Regions from separate parts of the Mus musculus genome. Here all the other regions are linked to region 6. Evidence: chromatin contacts called from public HiChIP or PLAC-seq and promoter capture Hi-C data. All regions are on one chromosome and are shown on one strand. The core of a region is the stretch at or near the end of the contact, and the rest is flanking DNA. Distances in the headings are between cores, read along the strand shown.

Region 1 (3,249 bases), core at 446-2,945, 1.8 Mb before region 6:
GCCCACTGCAGGCCTTTAATAAAGGGTTTCTCTGTGTAGCCCTGGCTCTTCTAGAACTCACTCTGTAGACCAAGCTGGACTCAAACTCACAGGTCTGCTCGTATCTGCCTCGGGAATGCTGGGATTTTAAGTTTATTTTGTCTAGGGCTGTATGCATAGTTGTCCTCTGCTCAAACTGGACTTTTTTTATCTGTCTTAAAGAGATTGGAAAATGTAACATTATTTTAAATAATTATTTCTATTAAGAATGGATGCTGTCAGGTGTGATGCCTGAACCTATCTATATCCTAGTACTTGGGAGGTTGAAGCAGGAGATCTCAAGTTTAAAACCAAGCTGAGCTAAACGGGAAAACACTATGGCCTCACCCACCACCACCCTCAAAAAAAAAAAAAAAAAAAAAAAGTGGAAAAAATACTCAGAAATTTATCCTTTTTAAAAAGTGCAAAGAGCGAGAACTAGTTAAATTACATAGTGGTACTAAATTTAGTGTTTCTTAAGTTCCAGAGAGCCCATTTGATAGACTTCAGCCTAATCCAAAGTCAAGGAGTGGCTTTGCTCTCTACCCACAACCATCAAATACTTACCACCAATACATTAAATACATTAAAAGCAGTGTGTTTATTCTGCACATATAGCTTGAAGACAATTCCCAGTGACCCAAAGGGTCACTTTAAAGGACACTGAAAAACCTGAAGCCAACACTATTTCCATGGCGAAGTTTCTGCTAGGCACTCTCTGTTCATTCTTTCAGGAATGTCTGTTTGCCCTGTCCTGAGATTGCTGCCCATCCCTTCTAAATAAACACAAAGAGGTTACAAACTGGAAGGGCCTTTGCTAACAGCATCGCAAACCTCTGTTAGCACCATGAATGTATGTATATACCTACAAGCTAAGGGCTTCCAGGAGAAACCCAGGTAGCTTGCAAGCACCTATCAGGAAAAGGTGACACACGTGGAAGGCCGATCGACTCCGCCTTTCTGAGTGCAGGGCAGGGGTTGGATGCGGGGGTAACTAGTGGGTTCCGGCACCAGGGTTAAGAACCTGGCTGTTCTCCCACCAGGTCCTTAGCTAGACGTCACCTGTCTGTCTAGGGAGGCAAAGCTTTCGGTTTCCTAGAAGCACTCCCGGCCATCAGGGCTTCAGAGAAGCCTCACCACAATAAGGCTAGTGCCGGGAAGACCTGGGCCTCAGTTTCCCATCTCTTACAACACCGGGGAGGACTCGATCCTGTTCGGCACCGAATTAAGGTCTTGAGGAAATCTCTGTCCTCCAGCCGGCGATCCTGAGGACAATCCTCTTAGGCGGTCGGTATCACCTCCGGGCACCTTCTAAGGGTGACTCAGTGGTTTCCTTTCCCCATGTGGCCCAAGTTCGAATGTGTGGAGGGAGCGCTCGCGGTGGGCACTGGGATGGCGGCCCTCGCTGGTCCCGCCGCCCGCCAGAGGGAAGGGGACGCGTCCGCCCGCCCGCCCGCTCGTTCTGGAATGAATGGGCGACCCGGCCCTCGGCCTCACGCCACTCACTGAGGAAGACGCGGTACTCGAGGGTGAAGGGCGCGGCGCGCTCCTCGCTGCTGAAGCCGCTCATGGTGTCGGAGATGCACCGCCGCCGCCGCTGCACAGCCACACAACCACACAGCCCAGACCCGGAGCCGCTGTACGGAGGAGAAAGCCCGCGCCTGCGTACCACGAGCTGGCCCGCCGGTCGCCGGCGCCGTGCCTTTAATGCGTGGGGCTCGCCTTGTACCCTGCCCCGCCCCGCCCACCCGCGCAGGCGCACTCTGCGCGACGCGCCTCCTCACGCCCCGCCCCCGGTTCGCAACCTGGGCCACGTGGCAGGCGCCGGCTGCCCTCTGGAAGCGGACTGCGGGTTGGCGGCTCCGCTGGGACAGAACGCTGGTTACTCTCCTGAGGCTTGCGGGTCGCTCACCTTTGATTTCTCTCTCTCAGGTCCTGCAGAGCAGTTCCTTATCTCGGAAGGCCTTGATAAGCCACCTGTTCCCCAGGCAGTCTTGTCTTTTCTTGTTTGGGTTTCTCATAGATCTTCATCTGCCTCCCAGAAGCTGGGAGTGTGCTACCAGCCCCCCACCCCCGGCCCAGGGCCATCTTCATTAAAGTTGAGAGTTTGGCTGACTGGGCTCTGAAAACTATAGGCTGTGACTAATGTTTTCCCAAGTGGTAGGCAATGGACAAATTTGCTTTTACTAATCTCCCTGATTCAGTTTCTCATCTGAATTGTTGGGTGGGTTCTGCTTGGACCAGACTCAAGCTGATTACTCCTGAACTCCCCAGATACCGCAGATTTCTCTCCCCACTCCAGATCCACTGGGACTTGAAATTGAAGCTCTGGGAAGACCCAGGAGTGTGCACAGAACCCCTTGAGGACGTTTCTCAGGAGTAGCTTCTCGGAGCTTGTTTTCCTAGTTCTATTGCACCACCCATTGAAGTCCAGGCTGTATCCCTCAGAGTGTGCTGTGGACGTTGGGAACTTTCACAGTCCTATAAGGTTGTGTGTGTGTGTCTGTCTGTCTTTGTGTATCACAACTCTAATTATAAGCCACATATAGCGTCTCACACCTGTAGCCCCAGACCTCAGGACGCTGACTTTCTGAGACCAACCTGAGCTACGTAGTGAGTTCTGAGCCACCCCATGCTACAGTATGAGACTATCTTAAAAATAAGACAAATCTAACCCAGGAAATTATCCACATTTTTTTAAAAAGCAAATTTTAAATTATGATAGACAGAATATCTTTCTAAAATATTTCTTAACTATTTATCTCAAAGACAGTTTCCTTTCAACTATTTTCAAAACAATCTCTAATATATAAATGGAATGCATAAACCACGTATTAAGTGGAAGCCTAAGAAAGTTAATTTCTAAATTGGCACGGTGGTGTATACCTGTAGCTGCAGCACTTGAGAAGCAAAAGTAGGAAGATCATGAATTCAAGGTCATCCTTGGCCAGTCTGGACTACATGAGACTCCCGCCTCAAAAATAAATAAATAAATAAATAAATAAATAAATAAATAAATAAATAAATAAATGGTAACGATAAATCTAACATTAGTCCGTGTTCCTCCTTGTCCCTCCTTCCAGCTGCTCACTCTGCTGACACCCATTAATTTTTCAGAAGGCAACTCACTAACTTTTGAACACAACACCACAGTGTTTCAGAACATGAAGGCAATAAAAAAAAAAAAAGACAGAAAGAAAGATAGAGTAATAGCCTGGTTGGCAGTACAGT
Region 2 (2,927 bases), core at 136-2,635, 1.6 Mb before region 6:
GTGTGCTAGGTACTAAACTCTGGTCCTCTCGGTGCTCTGCAACAGCAACAAGCGCTCTTAACTACTGAGCCCTTCCTCAGAGTCATTGATGGTTAAACCCTTAGTTCATCGTGTACGCATTGCTTTCCTTTAATAATGAGCAATTAAAATTATACTTCTTAAAATAACTTTGATTAGCTGGGTGTGGTGGTGCACGACTTTAATCCCAGCACTCAGGAGGCAGAAGCAGGTGGATTTCTGAGTTCGAGGCTAGCCTGGTCTACAAAGTGAGCTCCAGGACAGCCAGGATATACAGAGAAACCCTGTCTCGAAAAACCAACCAACGAAACAAACAAACAAACAAACAAACAAAAACTTTGATTACATTTATTTATTTATGGGCAGGCAGATGGGTGCTCATGGACTAGTGGAGAAGTCAGAGGATAACTTGGGAGAGTCGGTCTCCCCTTTCACCTTGTGGCTTCTGGGTGGTGGAACTCAGGTCTGCAGGCTTGGTGACAAATGCCTTTCTTTACCTGCTGAGCCATCTTGTGGGCTCCCAGAGTTATAATTTTTTAAAAAGATTTATTTATTTATTTTATGTATATGAGTACGCTGTAGCTGTCTTCAGACACATCAGAAGAGGGCATCGGATCCCATTACAGATAGTTGTGAGCCACCATGTGGTTGCTGATTTGAACTCAGGATCTCTAGAAGACAGTGCTCTTAACCACTGAGCCATCCCTCCAGCCCGAGTTATACTTTTAATGGTTAGATATAGATGGGAATATGAAGTAAGCCCTAAGAAAGTACTGTTAGTCCACACTTACACACCACAAACAATTACACACACACACACACACACACACACACACACACACACACACACACACACACACACACACACACACACACACACACACACACACACACACACACACACACACACACACACACACACACACACACACACACACACACACACACACCCCGCTTCCCCCCCCTCCCGCGTGCCTTAATCACCTACACTCAGCTTCACTGGGAGTCTATTATGTTCCTCTGAACTCAGCCCCGCCCCTCAAAGTCCCGCCCACCCTAAGGCTCCACCCTTCAACACTTCCTTTTTCCCGGATTTCCGGGTTCACCCTCTGCCTCTAGCCTTCGGCTGCCTCAGTCACGCCCCCAGCTACCCGCCCACTCGCCTCAGACACGCCCTCCAACGTCACGTCCGGCTTCCATATTGTCCCTCCCTCTACTACCCCTTGCTCCCGCCTTCGACCGCTTCCGGTAGTCATCGTTGCCGCTGCTGCCGCTGCTGCTCCTGCTGCTGCTGAGGCTGCAGGCGGAGGCCGGAGGACCGGGCGGCGGCGGCGGCGGCGGCAGCGGGAGCGGTATCGCAGCGGGACGACCGGGCGAGAGCAGGCGAGTTGAGAGCCGAGCGTGAGGAGCCAGAGCCGCCCGGCCCCGCCGCCGCCGCCGCCGCCGCCGCCGCCGCTGCTGCACAAAGCCTCGAGCCCGCGTCGGAGCCATGTCCGCGTCGGCCGGTGGTAGCCACCAGCCCAGCCAGAGCCGCGCCATCCCCACGCGCACCGTGGCTATCAGCGACGCCGCGCAGCTACCTCAGGACTACTGCACCACGCCCGGGGGGACGCTGTTCTCCACAACGCCGGGAGGTGAGCCGCGCCCGGCCTGCCCGCCATCACGGCTGGCGCGTGGCACTGCATGCTCGACCAACAGCTTCCTCCCCGCTGCCCGTACGGTGTGCTGCAGACCGTGCATTCTGCGCAGCGGGGCTTGCCTCTGGAGCTGTCCTACGGGCTTTGGGGAGAGGGAAGTCGGGGAGACGGACCTGGCGCGGAAGCCTAAGATGACTGGTCTGGCTGCGCCGAGAGTTCCGAGACGAGGCTGGCATGCACTCTGCATGCCTCGCCCAGTGTTAGCCTCCTTTGACAGCATTGTTTACTTTGTTAGAGGAGTCATCAAAGGTTGGGGGAGCCCCAGCTCCCACAAGTGGGACGTGTAAAATAGCTCCTTTGGTATCCAAGAAGTTGTTGGCTTTGGTAGAGGCGCTGTCAGGTTTCAGATCAGGGCTTTCGAAGAGCGGTTTTAAAGGTGCTTTGTCAAACAGCACACACTAGTCGGGTTAGGTTGCTTGATCCTAGGGAAAGGGCTTGTAGAAAAAAGCGATGCAAAGGGAGGTTCCTGAAGTTGCTTTTCAAAAGATGGCCGGGATCCGTTTACTATCACTGGAGAAGAGGTAAATAAAGTATGTTGAATTGGTCACGAGAGGAGGAAGCGCAAAGGTTGTTTGTCTCTTTTCTGGGCTGTTCTCTAAGAGGGAGGAGCCTGGAAGGGGTTCTTCCGGTGCCTTCATGAAGGGAACTGGCTTTCTGTCCCTAATCTCAGAACTTTGCCTTCTTTTGGTGACCCCGGGGGCTGGGCTTCAGCTAGAGGGTGAAGATTTGGTTAGCAGCCCTTACAGTCTATAGATCGCTGATCATGAGACAGGACTCCTAACCAATCACTTAAAAGTGGGCCTGGCCATCCTGGAATCTTGTGCAATTGGAAGGCACAGAGTAAGGGGACCTTGCCAACACCAAGAGACAGCAGTCCAGAAGGCTGTGTGTGGTAGTTAGGGCTGTGACCCTACTACTCCAGAAAGACGGGGTAGGAGAATGGCAGTTTAAGGCTAGCCCTGGCAATATAATGAGTTCCAAGGCCAGGCAGTGGTGGCACACACCTTTAATCCCAGCACTTGGGAGGCAGAGGCAGGCGGATTTGGAGTTCAGCCTGGTCTACAGAGGAGTTTCAGGACAGCCAGGGCTATACTGAGAAACCCTGTCTCAAAAAAAAAAAAAAAAAAAAAAAAAGAGTTCCAAGACAGCCTGTGCTACAGTGTCACACCCTGTCTCAAAAAAACAAACAAAAAAACCAACCAAACAAGGAAG
Region 3 (2,966 bases), core at 130-2,629, 1.3 Mb before region 6:
CCTCTCACTTTAGATTTACTATTGTTGATTTTCAGAATTTTAAGTGGAAACATATATTATTTTGTGAGTAGCCTATTTGTTCAGTGTTTTGTATCTTAATGTTTTCTTGTTACTGTATATTATTACAGTGTATAACTAATGCAGTTTATTCAGTTTATAGTTGATAAACATTTATGTCTCTTGTGTTTGGGTGGAATGAATGACATTGTTACTTTTTTTTGTTTGTTTGTTTGTTTTTGAGACAGGGTCTCTCTGTATAGCCCTGGCTGTCCTGGAACTCACTTTGTAGACCAGGCTGGCCTCAATCTGCCTGCCTCTGTCTCCCAAGTGCTGGGATTAAAGGCATGCATTGTTACAATCTTGAACTTGTCTCTTTGTAAGCATCAAACTTTGTCAAAATATATAGTACCAAATTTGTATATTAAATTTAAACAAATTTACACTTACATAGTGTTTCCTTTGTTTCTCTTTTGTTTTTAATGTCTATGCTTCTTTTTCTTTTTCATGTAGTTAAGGCTAGCCTCAAGCTTCATTCATACTTAGGACTGGCTTTGAACTCCATATTGTCCTTTCTTTTCTTTCTTTTTCACAAGTGCTGGAGTTACAGGCATGTATCACTCTCCCCTAACTTTTTTTGTAGTTTTGAGACAGAGCCTTCCTTACACTGCAGCACTAGATGACCTTAAACTCACACCCTGAGTGCTGGGGTTGCACATGGATATCACTGCCTGCTGCTTAATTCATTTTTGTTTTCTGAGGTTTTGTCACCTCTGTTTGTAGCTGAGGATGACCTTAACTTCCATTCTTCCTGTTCCCACCTCCAGAGGACTGAGATTACAGGCATGCCTCAACCACACCCAATTTATGTGGTGCTGAGAATTGAACCCAAAGCCTCAGGAATAGGTAGCCATTCTATCAGCTGAGCTACATCCTCAACCTTTAATTTCTTTCTCTTTACTTCTGAGGTAGAGTATCGCTGTGAATCTAAGGTTTCTTTGAATTCCTTGTATTTGCAACCAGAGTGACTATTCACTGGACATTCTTTTTTAAAGCATGTAAAGTCATTGTTTTATTTGACAGGTAGGTCTAAAAGTAGAACAGATCAATTGATCATTGAGTTTCAGTCTTAATGGCTCCTAGGTTTAAAAGCATTAGAAGCAAAAAATTGTTTTCAAATTCTAATGGAGGAATCTAGGGCAAAGATGCCATGGAAGAGCTGGTCTTTATTTAGTATTTTGTTGTTGTTTTTTTGTTAAGAGTAGAAGAAAACCTGTGATTATTTTGCTCAGTCCTTTTTAAAAGTGTTTTTACACACTTTCCCAGAATCTGTTTGGCTGTCAGAAACATACAGGTTTATGATCTGCAAGCACAGTAGCTAGCTGATTTAGTTCTATTTGCTGGTAGGTCAAAGGGCACTTGCAGCTTTCTGATTGATTTATTTGATACTGAAGGTTAAAAATTGTTGCAATGTATTTCTTACCAAACCAGGACATATGTTTATTAAAGTATATTCTATTTTCACCCTCTGTAAGAAAAATATAATGTTAAGCATAGAAATTAAGCTACTTAAGGTCTTTCCCAGCTCCTAACCTTTTTCATGATCTCTGCAAAGGCTGTTTTATGTTGCTGTTTTTGAAGAAGAAAAAATTAACAGCAGATAATTCATTTGTCAAACATTAAGTAAGTGTTGATTATCAGTAGTGATTCATTATGAATTTATTTTATTTTATTTTTGTTTTTGACACAGGATCTTAACTCAGTAGTTGTGGCTGGAACTCCCTCTGCAGCCCCAACTGGTCTGGAACTCAAAAACATTCCTGTTTTAGCTTCCCAAGAGCTGGTATTATAGGTGTAAAGCACCATGCCCAGCTTCTACAGTGACTAAAGTGTGTGTGTGTATGTGTGTGAAAACAATGTTGTGGAGTCTGGTTTCTCCTTATAGCTTTATGTGGATTCTAGGGATTGAACCCAGATCACCAAGTTGTCTTGGCAAATAAATGCCTTTCTCTACCTGCTGAGCCATCTTGCTGGCCTTTAATTTTATCTTTTTCCTTTTAATAGTATTTAATGTTCACAGAAACCCTGTGCAAAGGCAGTAGCTTTTTTTTTTTTTTTTTTTTGGTTTCTTGGTTTCTTGGTTACAGGGTTTCTCTGTATAACCCTGGCTGTCCTGGAACTCACTCTGTAGACCAGGCTGTCCTGGAACTCAGAAATCTGCCTGCCTCTGCATGCCTGGCCTTTTATTTTTCTTTTAAAAAATTTTTATGGTGACTCACCTGATAAATAAACAAACACACAAATAATAATTTATTTTGTTTTTATTTAAAGGGGGATGATTTTGGTATATAACTCCAGCTGGCCTGTAACTTGCTATGTAGACCAGGCTGGCCTCAAAACTCACAGAGATCTACCTGCTTCTGCCTCCTGAGTGCTGGATTAAAAGTGTGTGCTGTCACACCCGGCTCACTAAATGGATTTTTAAATCAGAAAAGTACCCTTGCCAGAAATTTACCTGTTCTTTGAGTCTATTTATCCAGAATGGGAGTAGGGGAGGAGATTTTCCAGTTTGTATTTTATTTTAATGTATTTTTTTTCTTAGCTGTGTGCTTTAGTAAAAAAAGGTGAAAGCATGATTCACATCCAAATACTAAAATGAACATACTAAAAACGTTTGGCCATAATAGGGAAACTTGTCACTTATAATTAATTTAAAAGAGAAATCCAAAAATTATATACATTTCTATAGCAGAGATATTGAAAATGAGCCAGCCCAGTGTAGTAGCACGCACCTGTAATCCCAGCAATTGGGAGGTTGATGGAACAGGATTTCTGTGAGTTTGAGCCCAGCCTGGACTTCATATTAAGTAACAGGTCAGTCAAGAAACACATAATCGTAAGTCTGTCTCAAAACAAAGGAAAACAAAAAAACTAAGAAAAGAAAATGTGCAAGTGGAGGTGAGACTAGT
Region 4 (3,299 bases), core at 351-2,850, 1.1 Mb after region 6:
TAAATCTAATAACGAAAATTAAAAACAACTGTCCACCTGGGAAAGCAACCCTGCTTAAGAGCCCACAAGCAAAGCTTGACTAGAGAGTGCCAAGCCTAAGAGTAAGACAGAGTAAGTGTTCCTGAAGATTTTAGGCGAAGTCCTTCTTTCTGGGGCAGCTGTAGTTACTCTCCGGGCAATGTCTGCCACTTTGCCCTCTCCCCTGTCCTCCACGGCTAAGCAGCAAGAGACTGCTAACTCCCGGTCAGCGATCAGAACCAGTGAACCATTAAGCAATAAGTCCCCAATTGGTGGTCTGAGAGGGAAGAGCAGGACTGAGGAGGTGTGGCAAAAGATGGTTGTTTCTGGAGAATTGGAGGGGTGATCAAAGTTAAAGATAGATGAGTGGATGGATGTATGGATCAACAGACAGACATACAGGACCGGCCAGCCTAGTCAAAATGGAAGTGGTAGAGAACGGCAGGACAGATGGCATGTCCACCTAATGAGAGGATGGGTTCTGCCTCACATATGAACAGGTTTGGGGGAGAAGATGTAAGGACTGAGCTTGGAAAGCGACTTAAGGTGCCCACAAGAAGTTTGAAGTAAGGATGTGGGGCAGAGGAATGTATGTGATGGGATGTAGTCAAGAACTGGTAAAGTAGGAACTGACAGCTAGGCAGAGTCCCTGGGAAACAGAGAAGTTGTTAAAGAAGAATAAAACAAACGAGTGGGCCACGGGGATCCACGGCTAGTCCCTCTACTTCTAATCACAAACTACTTGCACATACACGTGCGGACAAGCTTACACATTCCCACACAGTGGCGCCATGTCACTGGGATACATTCTTACCTTAGCCACTGGCACACTCCTATTAGTCGCCACGTCGCACAAACTGGAGGTAGAGCTGCCTGCGGCCGCTGAGAGAAAGACCGGAGAACACGGGGGACTGCCTGTCGCCCCTCCAGCGCCACCAGCGAGCGCTGAGAACGTACCGGGGCCCGGGCGCGCGGGAGGGCTGCTCCCCGGGCTGGCACCCGTGCGGGGCCTCTGGCGGATGCCATCCAGCAGGCGCACTAGCAGTATGTTGGCGGGCAGCTCGTCCACACCGCAGCCCACCAGGATGCGGCACTCGGGACAACGTAGTTCGTGGCGCGAGCACACGATGCTCTCCAGACAGCGTCGGCAGAAGGTGTGCTGGCATGGCAACACCTTGGCCGTAGTGTCCAGGCGCTCCAGGCACACAGAGCATTCCAGCAAATCCAGCAGCGATGATTCGTCCATATCCTCTTCAGTCCTCGCCTGGGCCCCCCTCTGCTGCTCACCCTGCCTGTCCTCGCCCTCGCCCCGAGCTGCGGTGGCCGCCGCCTTGGACGCGCACAGCCAGGACGCCCCAAGCAGCATGGGGGAGGCGCCAGCGCGGGCCCAGCGAGCCGCCTAAGTCTAGCAGCCAGAGCCCGGCCCGCCGAGGAGAGCGGGCATTTGCGCCTAGCCCGGGCAGTCGCCGTCAATAAACAGGGTTCGGTCCCCGCGCGGCGCGTGCTGACAGCCCGAGGCACTAGCCTCCACGATTTGCAAAGTGACACGCCGAGCCTGCCCGCGAGGCAGGCACCGGAGTTCCGGAGCCCCGAGGCAACTCCAGCCAGCCGAGCCCAATCAGCCTACGCGCGCGCACCGCCGCTGCGGGCAACACCTGTGCTGCCGCGCCGCCCGCGCCCGGGAGCCCAGCAGCGGGGAGTGCAGGGAGAGGCCGGCCAGGTCCCCAGGGAGACCGGGGCGCGGCGTGCACGCTCCCCCGCGCCGCAGGCGAGCCGCACCGCCCCCCTCGGCGCCTCCATGCGCCCTCGGGCTGCCAGAGCACCGCCGCCTTGCTCAACTAGCTCAGCCGGATCTCGTCCCTGGGTCGCGGGACCATGTGCGGGGGACGCGCAGAGGTCACAGTCACTGCGGGGGTGTTGGGAAACGGACACCTCTCCTGCCTTGGAGCTTCTCCCTTTAGGCCACCTCCGGGGCTCCGGAGAACTTCCCCTGCGCAGGCTTGGCCCTGTCCCCTCTGGACGCCAGACTCTGGATTCTCCGCGAGCTTCAGGAAGGGACGTTTCTTCTCAACGCCTCCGCGAAGGAAAGTTTGGGAGCATCATCCCGACTGCTTTCTTAGCCAGCGCTGGAGAGCAGCCGGAGGACGCATCAGACACCCAGGCATCCTTCTGGACGACTCCAGGGAGCACTCTTGCTTGTGTCCCCTCTCCTGCCAGCATGCCCAAGTGACAGCTGTGGGTATAGGTGCGGGGGTGTCCCTTGAGGCGAGAAGGGAAGTCGCTGGAGATGGCCGGGTCGGGGGCTGCCGGGGCCGCGACTACTCCTTCGGGAAGCCGGCTGCCCTCTCCAGAATCACTGATGTGTGACTGACGCCGCCGCCCACGCGCCAGCACACCCTGGCCGAGCGCCGCGCCCCTGGCGGCGCGGTGAAAGACTCCAGCGCCCGCTCTGGTGAGCTCTGATGAACCCAGCTCCAAATATTCCTCGGGAGGCTCAAAAGAGGGGGAATGTGCGCTCCTTCCCGATGCCCGGGGTTCTGGGAGCGTCAGAGCGACGGAAGTACGTACGAGGACCTGGAGCAGCAGGGAAGTTTGGCGGTGGGCTGCGGTCGGTGTACAAGATTTCTTACCGTGTGCTGCCCCCTGGTGGGCCCCTCGTGTTCCCAACGCTCTCGAGCCCCGCACAGGCAAAGGTCCAGAAAGCTGGATGATGCACAGCTGGGAGATGCCAGGGCAAGCATCCAAAGTGGTGTGGATGCCCCTCCTGCCGGTTGGGCTGCCCTGTTGTTTGTGAAGCTGAATGTCACTTTTCTTCGTTTTTAGGGAGAAAAAAATTTTGCTGATACTTAAATGCCAACATAATATCTGCATTGTTTTAATGCTCTTAAACAACCCTGTGAAATAATTGCTTTAACTTCATTACACGGGTAAGGAAATTGATTCTCATTATTATGAAGCCATTTTATTAAATGTGGTTTTTGTGACCACAGAACCCAAATGCAAAAAGACCACATGGTAGCAGAGCGGTTGCCTATAAGCCACGTGTCCCTTACAGTGTAGTAGTATCTTCCACACGGCGTGTTTAGTAAATATCCATTGAATGATCGAAAGAGTGACTTGATCTCATCCAGTGATGATTTGAATGCAGTATTTAGCACCCCAATTCCAGATATCCTGAGTTCCTATCAGACTGCTAGTCTCTGGAAATTCCCAGGAGCATAGAGTTGTCCCAGCCGATCTCTGTATCATTTACACAAGTATTGGCAAGGGTATAAGATAGA
Region 5 (3,169 bases), core at 359-2,858, 1.8 Mb before region 6:
AGGGAGCCCTCACTAGGTATGCCACATCAATCATTACCTCAGGGCTTTCGTTTATCACTTACAGGGTTGAAGTTCTTAGGGTCAGCCTTCTATGGTCAAAGGGCTTTCACAGGGCCTAAACTGCAAAGCCAAGAGACAGAAAAGCTGCCCAAAGAGTTTCATGCTAGCTAAAGGGCTCAAAGTCACCCAGTCCTACCTGCTGCTGCCCATAGTCCCACGGGTCCCCGCGCTAAGAGTCGCTTGTGCCTGGCAGTTTGCTCAAGCTTCGCTGGGCCCTATCAAGAGGCCCAGATCCCCTCACTGGAGTCCTGGTTGTCAAATATGAACTGAGGTCTCTAACACTGGGGGCCTGGTGAGGGCGGGCAGTCCTGAGTCTTACTTGGGTGTAGCGGAGTGTACCAACACCCTGGCTGCTTCCCGGGGTGCCACATGGCGACAGGTGACCACCAGGCGAGGCGCCACGACCACTCCGGAGCCCCACACGGTACCACACTCCACCAGCACCGCCGCGGCCGCCCACGGGGGTCCGAGATCGCGCAGAGGCAGGCCCCGTGGCGTGCTCACATCGGGTGGCGGCAGCAGCACAGACAGGGAAGCGGAGCCGGGGTGCAGACGGGCGAGCGCCCAGCGGGCAACCTGAAGCAGCGGGGCGGCGGCGCACAGCAGCGTGAGGCCCACCCACTCGCGGGCCTTCCAGCAGAGCGGCGCGGCCACCAGAGCCACCAGCGCACCCGCAGGTCGAGCGGCGAACACTCCGCCGCCTTCCGTGCCCGGCAGGCAGCGCGCGTCGGTGAGCAGCAGCGGCCCGGCCGCGTTGCTGAGCACGCCGCGGCTCAGCGTGTTGAGGAAGATGTCCGGGCAGAAGGCACCGAACGGAGAGCCACAAGCCAACAGCGGTGCGCCCTTGACCACGGCCCCGAGCGGTGCCACGGTCACCACCGGTCCGCGCCTCTCCTCCGCCGCCGCGCCCCGCTGCACCCGCAGCAGGGCGAACCAGCCGAGCGCGCGCAGCTGGTCCTCCTCTTCCTCCTCCGAAACCGCATCGTCGGGCGCCGAGCTTACGAAGTGCCATTGATCGACCGCATCGGCCCCGAAGAGCCGAGCGAAATGCGAGCGGAAGGCCGGGCAGCTGAGCAGCAACAGCAGCTGCGCTGGTCGCGGGGGCTGCAGAGGCCGCGCGCGGGCCCGGCTCGGGGCGCCGGGTTCGAGGCCCAGGCTTGCGCACTGAGGCGTGCACAGCCCCGGGAGTTCCTGATCCGCGCGACCGGCAGGGCTGGCAGCCGTGGGTCCCCACTGCACGTGGAGACGTAGGTCATCGCTGCAACTGTCGCCCGGCAGGAAGGCGGTGCCCGTCTGGGTCAGCGCCGCGCTGCCCGTCCGCAGGAAGGGGGTAAAGATGCCTCCGTGGCACAGCACTAGGCCTGGGTTACGGCTCAGAATCACCCCGCTGCAGCTCCACGAGCCCGCGTCAGGCTGTCCGGCCCGCGAGGCGCTCACCACGCAGCCCGCCTGCTCCGCCACTCTCATAGAGGGTCCCCATTGCCGCCCCATGGCTTCCCCAAGACGTCGCACAACGGCTGTCACCACAGGGCGACTGGCGCAAACTCTGACTCAGGCCTCCTTGCCGAGCCCGATTGGCTAAACCTCAAGCGACCGCTCTTATTGGTTGGGCACAGCGCCGAGTCCTGATTGGCTATTGATGCTACTCCTCGTTTGCTAATCCTCCTTTCCCCGCCCTCTTAATTTAGCCAGCCTAGGAATCCTTGGGTTTGGGGTGGCGGGGTGGAGGGGCGGGGGAAGAGGTGAAAAGAAACCTCCTGAGACACAGACGTGAAGCGTCACAGGGAAACCGACAAGGGCGACACTCCCCAGTCGAATCTCGTACTTGACCGGCATCTAACTGTACCCTACAGCCACTGCACGGATGTAAGCAACCTCCGTCTCTTGACAGTGGAACAATATGGGCCAAGGGAACCCTTGGTTGATTCAGTACGTACATTCATACATACATGTGTTTATTCTGGATTTTCGAGATAGGGTTTCTCTGCTTGGTGCAGGAACTCGAGCTGCAGACTAGGATGGCCTCGAACTCGGGATCTACCAGTTTCTACCTCCCAAGCCACCAAACCCCGATCTACTTAAAAAATTTTGTAAATCCTACAACAATCCACTAGGGGGCATGCGACTCACAAAATTGCTCCTAGGACAGTTACTAAAATTCCTAAATACATAAATTGTTTTGAAAGTGGCACAGGGTGCCACTTTTTGGCCCACACTGGCATCGAACTTCGGCAGTTCTTCTGCCTACATCCTCCCTAGAGTCCAGGGATTACAGTTTTACTTTACCCATGGGTTATTTAACCATGTATTATACAACCTTTCACACGACATGTCTAACCACCACTCCGGATTTATGTTAGGTCAGGGCAAATACTTTGAAAGTACAGACTGAACTAGTTCAGGTTTTGTGGGCTATAAAATCATCACTTCCAAATATTCAGCATATAACCCAGTCTCGTAATTCGAATTTCATAACAGCTCATCTCCTCCACCATTTACAAGTGTAAAAATCAAGACTGGAGAGGAGGGCTCAGCACTTAAGAGCTCTAAGCACTTACAGCTCTAAGCATGGACCTTAGTTTGGTTCCCAGCACCCACATGGTACCTTACAGTTGCTTGTAATTATAATTCCAGGATATTCAATACTCTCGTCTGGCATCTGCTGTCCCCTGAACTCATGACTCAGGCAGGCAAACACGTACACATAAAATATAGTATTAAAAAGTTCCTCACTTTCCAAGGACAGGTGGGCATGAACAGGTATGTTTGGAGAGACTTCATGAATCTCTCTAAAGTATATTAATGGTTTTTGGTTTGGTTTGGCTTGGTTTTTCGAGACAGGGTTTCTCTGTGTAGCCCTGGCAGTCCTGGAAATCACTCTAGACCAGGCTGGCTCAGAAATCGGCCTGCCTCTGCCTCTAGAGTGCTGGGATTAGAGGATGTATTAATGTTCAGTGAGACTTCTGGGAATGGAGTTAACACTGCTGCTGCTTTCCCAGCCTCACACCTAATGCTTCCAGTGCTCCTGTGTCACAAACCTACCTAATAAGGGCAAACAGCGGTTGAGGCAGACAGAACTGGAATGAAGCGCATTCTCAGAGCAGGCAGT
Region 6 (3,086 bases), core at 269-2,768:
GCAGATCGAAACTCTCTCCTAGCAGAGGCAAAGAGACCAAAGATCAACCTGCAGAGTCAGGAGGGAGGAAAGTTCAGGAACGCAGCTGCCTCTAAGGTCAGCACTCCAAACCTGGGCAGGGAAGGTGAGAGGCTGGCTGCTGCGTCTTCATTTCATTTTAATAAACACGTATGGAATCTCAGGGTTTTCCACTTTCTAGCTGTGTCACATCCTAAGACGCTTATCGATGAGTTAGTTCCTCATCTTGAGAAGATAGAAGGGTGGTGTTCTGTCTTCCTGACTTTACAGGATCAGGTGGCAAAACACACGAGAAAGAACTTTCTACACAGAAAAGCACTATGGGTATTCTTGTTTATATACATTATCTGTTCCAACTTCCTGAACTTCCAGATGGGGAAACCCAAGCTCACGATGAGATGTGGGTCTCTTAATTCTGAAAGTCTGCTACATGTCAGAGAGTTTACTAACTCCACAGAAACAAATCCTGTGTCTTTCTCCTTCCCAGCTGGTATTAAAATTTTCTTTGGTCACTTCGGTTACAAACGCAAAAATGAGGGGGAGGTTACCAGGTAAAGTGAGACGATTGGGTAGCGAAGACAAGATCACTATTCCCTCCCTGGGTTGGGAGGTCTCAGACCTAGGCTATTAGCTACCTGGAGCTCAGCAGCCGTAGCAGTCCATAAGACCCGCCACCCGGGCTTGCTGAGGAAGAAGGTGGGATAGGGTGGCTGACACTGGGATCTTCAACAATCCATCCACTCCGAAACACCGCTTTCAAGAGACTGCAGGAAGGACTGCGAGTTGGAATGTCTTATTTCGCTAAGGGTTCTCTGATTGGAGCGAATGAATTCCTTCCCTCTCTAGAACCCATTCTCCCTTAGAATAGTTATGTTTATTTTCCTGAACTATAATATTTCCCAGGCCGGCCAGTGGCCCTGAGCCACCGAACAGCCCTCTGGGAGAAGTAGTTCGCTTTCGCGTCCACAAGAGTCCTCTTCACCGGGTCTCCCAGCGCGTCTCCTTCCCAGAAACCTCACATTCCAGAGGCCTCCACAAGCACTGGGAAGGGGTTGGGAGCCGGGCCCTCGGGGGTCTCCAGGGGGCCAGCATCCTAGAGACCGCGGCACCGCTGGACTACGAATCCCAGCAGCACCCGCGCGCGCCAGTGCGCAGGCGTAGCCGCGCCTCGCCACCCCTCCCCCCTCCGCCAACTGCTCCCGTCGGTCCGTTCCCGTGGTCCCCCGATCCGTGCTAATGCCCCCTTCGGTCCCTGCGGCGCCTCCCACTCACCGCTGACTCGTGGCGTCGGGTAGAGCCGCTGCGCCTTCTCCAGGAAGCGCAGCGCCCGCTCGGGCTGGTTGCTTTGGATGGCCTTGAGGGCGATGCTGATACAGCGCTCGGCTTCATCCTTGTTGGATTCCATGGCGGAACCCGAGCACGGAACCAGGGAGGGGGAGGCCGGGCGAGCGAAGGGCTGCGCCAGCCGCCGGCGCGTCGCGGGGCAGGCCGGCGCGGAAGGATGACATAACCCTCCGCCCCTCCTTCCCGGGATTTGAGTGAGGGTTGAACCCGGGCGGAAGCCCTACCGTATGTCTCCTAAGAAAGGGGCGTTCGGTTCGGAGGCGCTAGAACGCGCGGGCGCTCTAGAGCGCAAATGCTGAAGTTGAGTGTGCGCGCACGTTCGGGTGGTAGCCTCTGCGTTCCAGTCCGACTATCTGTGAATCGTACAGATGTTTACCGATTGTCAGACGCTGCTGTCTGATGTGGCAGTGGTATCAAAACAAAACCGTGTCCTCACAGAGCTTTCGTGGGTGGGGAGAAGTCAAGTAAACGGAAACATTCAGATAGTGACACAGTCAAGGCAAATATCGAAAAGTAGAGGGATGGAAGGGAGGGCTACCATTTAAGATAGCTTAATATATCAGAAACTCATTTTACAGGCTCTGAACTCTAAAGAAACAGGAACATGTGATTGGAGGAAGGGTGGTTCGACTGGAGGAAATAACAGATGGAAAGGCTCCGCATAAGGATTTTCGTTGTGAGTTATTGCGGGGATTAAGGAGGAGTTTACAGGAGTCACTACAGAGTCACACCAGTCAGGATGCAGCTCAGCCTACCTCCCACTTAAGTGACAGCAACTTAGTGAAGGTTGCCAATGACTTCCACTAGGCTAAATCTCCTGGCTATTTCTTAGCCCTTGCACTATGGTCTTTCACAAGAAACTACAATAAACCAAATGAATGTTAAAGGGTGCAATGCGATGGTGGTGTAAGCCTTCAATCCCAGCCCTTGGGAAGCAGAAGGACTCTGAGTTCAAGGCCAACCTGGTCTACAAAGTGAGTTCCAGGACAGCCAAAGGTACAAAGAGAAACTCTGTCTCGAGAAACAGACACAAACAAAAGTTAAAGAGCAGCTGTTATAATCAAGTGAGACTCGGTGAATATATATTCATCGAGTTGCAGATACACACACATATACATATATATAAAGCATAAATATATAACATAAACATATAAAACATATAAACACACACACACACACACACACAACTAGAAAAGATCATCCGAGTGAGATAATCCACACTCAGAAAAACAAACATGGTATCTCACTTATAAGTAGATTATAGCCATAGATAGAGTACAGGATAACCATTCTACAATCCACAGACCCAAAGAAGCTAAGTAACAAAAAGAGCCCAGGAAAGGATGTTTGAATCTCACTGAGAAGAGGAAATGAAATAGTCACAGGGGTAGAGGGAGGGATGGAGCAGGGTTGGAAAGGAGGTGGGCAGGGGAAGAGGAGGGGTGAGTGTTGGGAGAACTGCCATGGAGACTTAGCTGGGTCGGAACTCCCTCTGAGAAGTTTGAATATTAGATGTTTGATATAGGGAGGATGTATTGGCGATGGGAATGGCAATCGGGATTGTGCAACCATACGGTGTAGGGAAGACGGAGGGAGGGCTGACGGTGGAGACCATGCTTAGAAGGTGTAAAACCCTGGCTTTAATTCCCCAGCAATGCCCCTTTCCACCAAGACAAAAATAACAGAACAAGAAGCTTGAGCAGAATCCTAATTTTGAAAATTAT

What was found. Promoter capture Hi-C pulls out the DNA fragments that hold promoters and counts their contacts. HiChIP or PLAC-seq counts read pairs in DNA pulled down with a chosen protein or histone mark. Capture Hi-C pulls out chosen DNA fragments and counts their contacts.
Region 1: a contact with region 6 is called in a promoter capture Hi-C map of pre-B cells, with 4 times the contacts expected there. The contact joins the promoter of Ppa1 here to the promoter of Dnajb12 in region 6. A contact is called at or near these places in 1 of 39 promoter capture datasets (pre-B cells) and 1 of 484 Hi-C or Micro-C datasets (B cells).
Region 2: a promoter capture Hi-C map of liver shows a contact between it and region 6, with 2.6 times the contacts expected there. The contact joins the promoter of Eif4ebp2 here to the promoter of Dnajb12 in region 6. A contact is called at or near these places in 2 of 39 promoter capture datasets (liver and pre-B cells), 1 of 484 Hi-C or Micro-C datasets (B cells) and 1 of 9 other capture datasets (liver).
Region 3: a promoter capture Hi-C map of liver shows a contact between it and region 6, with 3 times the contacts expected there. The contact joins the enhancer-like site here to the promoter of Dnajb12 in region 6. A contact is called at or near these places in 3 of 39 promoter capture datasets (liver and pre-B cells), 2 of 115 datasets of contacts at active chromatin or transcription factors (large pre-B cells and pro-B cells) and 1 of 9 other capture datasets (adipose tissue).
Region 4: an H3K4me3 HiChIP or PLAC-seq map of embryonic forebrain shows a contact between it and region 6, with 6 times the contacts expected there. The contact joins the promoter of Sh3rf3 here to the promoter of Dnajb12 in region 6. A contact is called at or near these places in 4 of 39 promoter capture datasets (embryonic stem cells, hippocampal neurons and second pharyngeal arch cranial neural crest), 1 of 15 datasets of contacts at CTCF or cohesin (embryonic stem cells), 10 of 484 Hi-C or Micro-C datasets (B cells, cerebellum, embryonic stem cells and 3 more), 3 of 115 datasets of contacts at active chromatin or transcription factors (astrocytes, embryonic forebrain and embryonic stem cells) and 1 of 9 other capture datasets (embryonic stem cells).
Region 5: a contact with region 6 is called in a promoter capture Hi-C map of liver, with 2.5 times the contacts expected there. The contact joins the promoter of Tysnd1 here to the promoter of Dnajb12 in region 6. A contact is called at or near these places in 3 of 39 promoter capture datasets (liver and pre-B cells) and 1 of 9 other capture datasets (liver).

Annotation. Positions count from the first base shown.
Region 1 is chr10:61,647,067-61,650,315 of GRCm38.p6, reverse strand. It overlaps Ppa1 (pyrophosphatase (inorganic) 1), which reads right to left and starts at 1,695. Exons shown (of 11, transcript NM_026438.4): 1 at 1,525-1,695. The coding sequence starts at 1,588.
Region 2 is chr10:61,451,127-61,454,053 of GRCm38.p6, reverse strand. Eif4ebp2 (eukaryotic translation initiation factor 4E binding protein 2) reads left to right here and starts at 1,385. Exons shown (of 3, transcript NM_010124.2): 1 at 1,385-1,652. The coding sequence starts at 1,508.
Region 3 is chr10:61,137,899-61,140,864 of GRCm38.p6, reverse strand. The region is part of intron 2 of Sgpl1 (sphingosine phosphate lyase 1); the gene reads left to right. Among named protein-coding and RNA genes, the nearest start is that of Sgpl1, 8.3 kb to the left of the region's middle. Within about 2 kb of position 1,379, at least 2 of the 459 cell types and tissues checked have an H3K27ac peak or open chromatin away from gene starts, as enhancers often do. A contact at or near this core is called in liver, where this site is marked.
Region 4 is chr10:58,811,660-58,814,958 of GRCm38.p6, reverse strand. It overlaps Sh3rf3 (SH3 domain containing ring finger 3), which reads right to left and starts at 1,600. Exons shown (of 10, transcript NM_172788.3): 1 at 833-1,600. The coding sequence starts at 1,384.
Region 5 is chr10:61,693,953-61,697,121 of GRCm38.p6, reverse strand. Tysnd1 (trypsin domain containing 1) reads right to left here and starts at 1,608. Exons shown (of 4, transcript NM_027912.1): 1 at 380-1,608. The coding sequence starts at 1,551.
Region 6 is chr10:59,878,015-59,881,100 of GRCm38.p6, reverse strand. It overlaps Dnajb12 (DnaJ heat shock protein family (Hsp40) member B12), which reads right to left and starts at 1,518. Exons shown (of 9, transcript NM_019965.3): 1 at 1,291-1,518. The coding sequence starts at 1,423.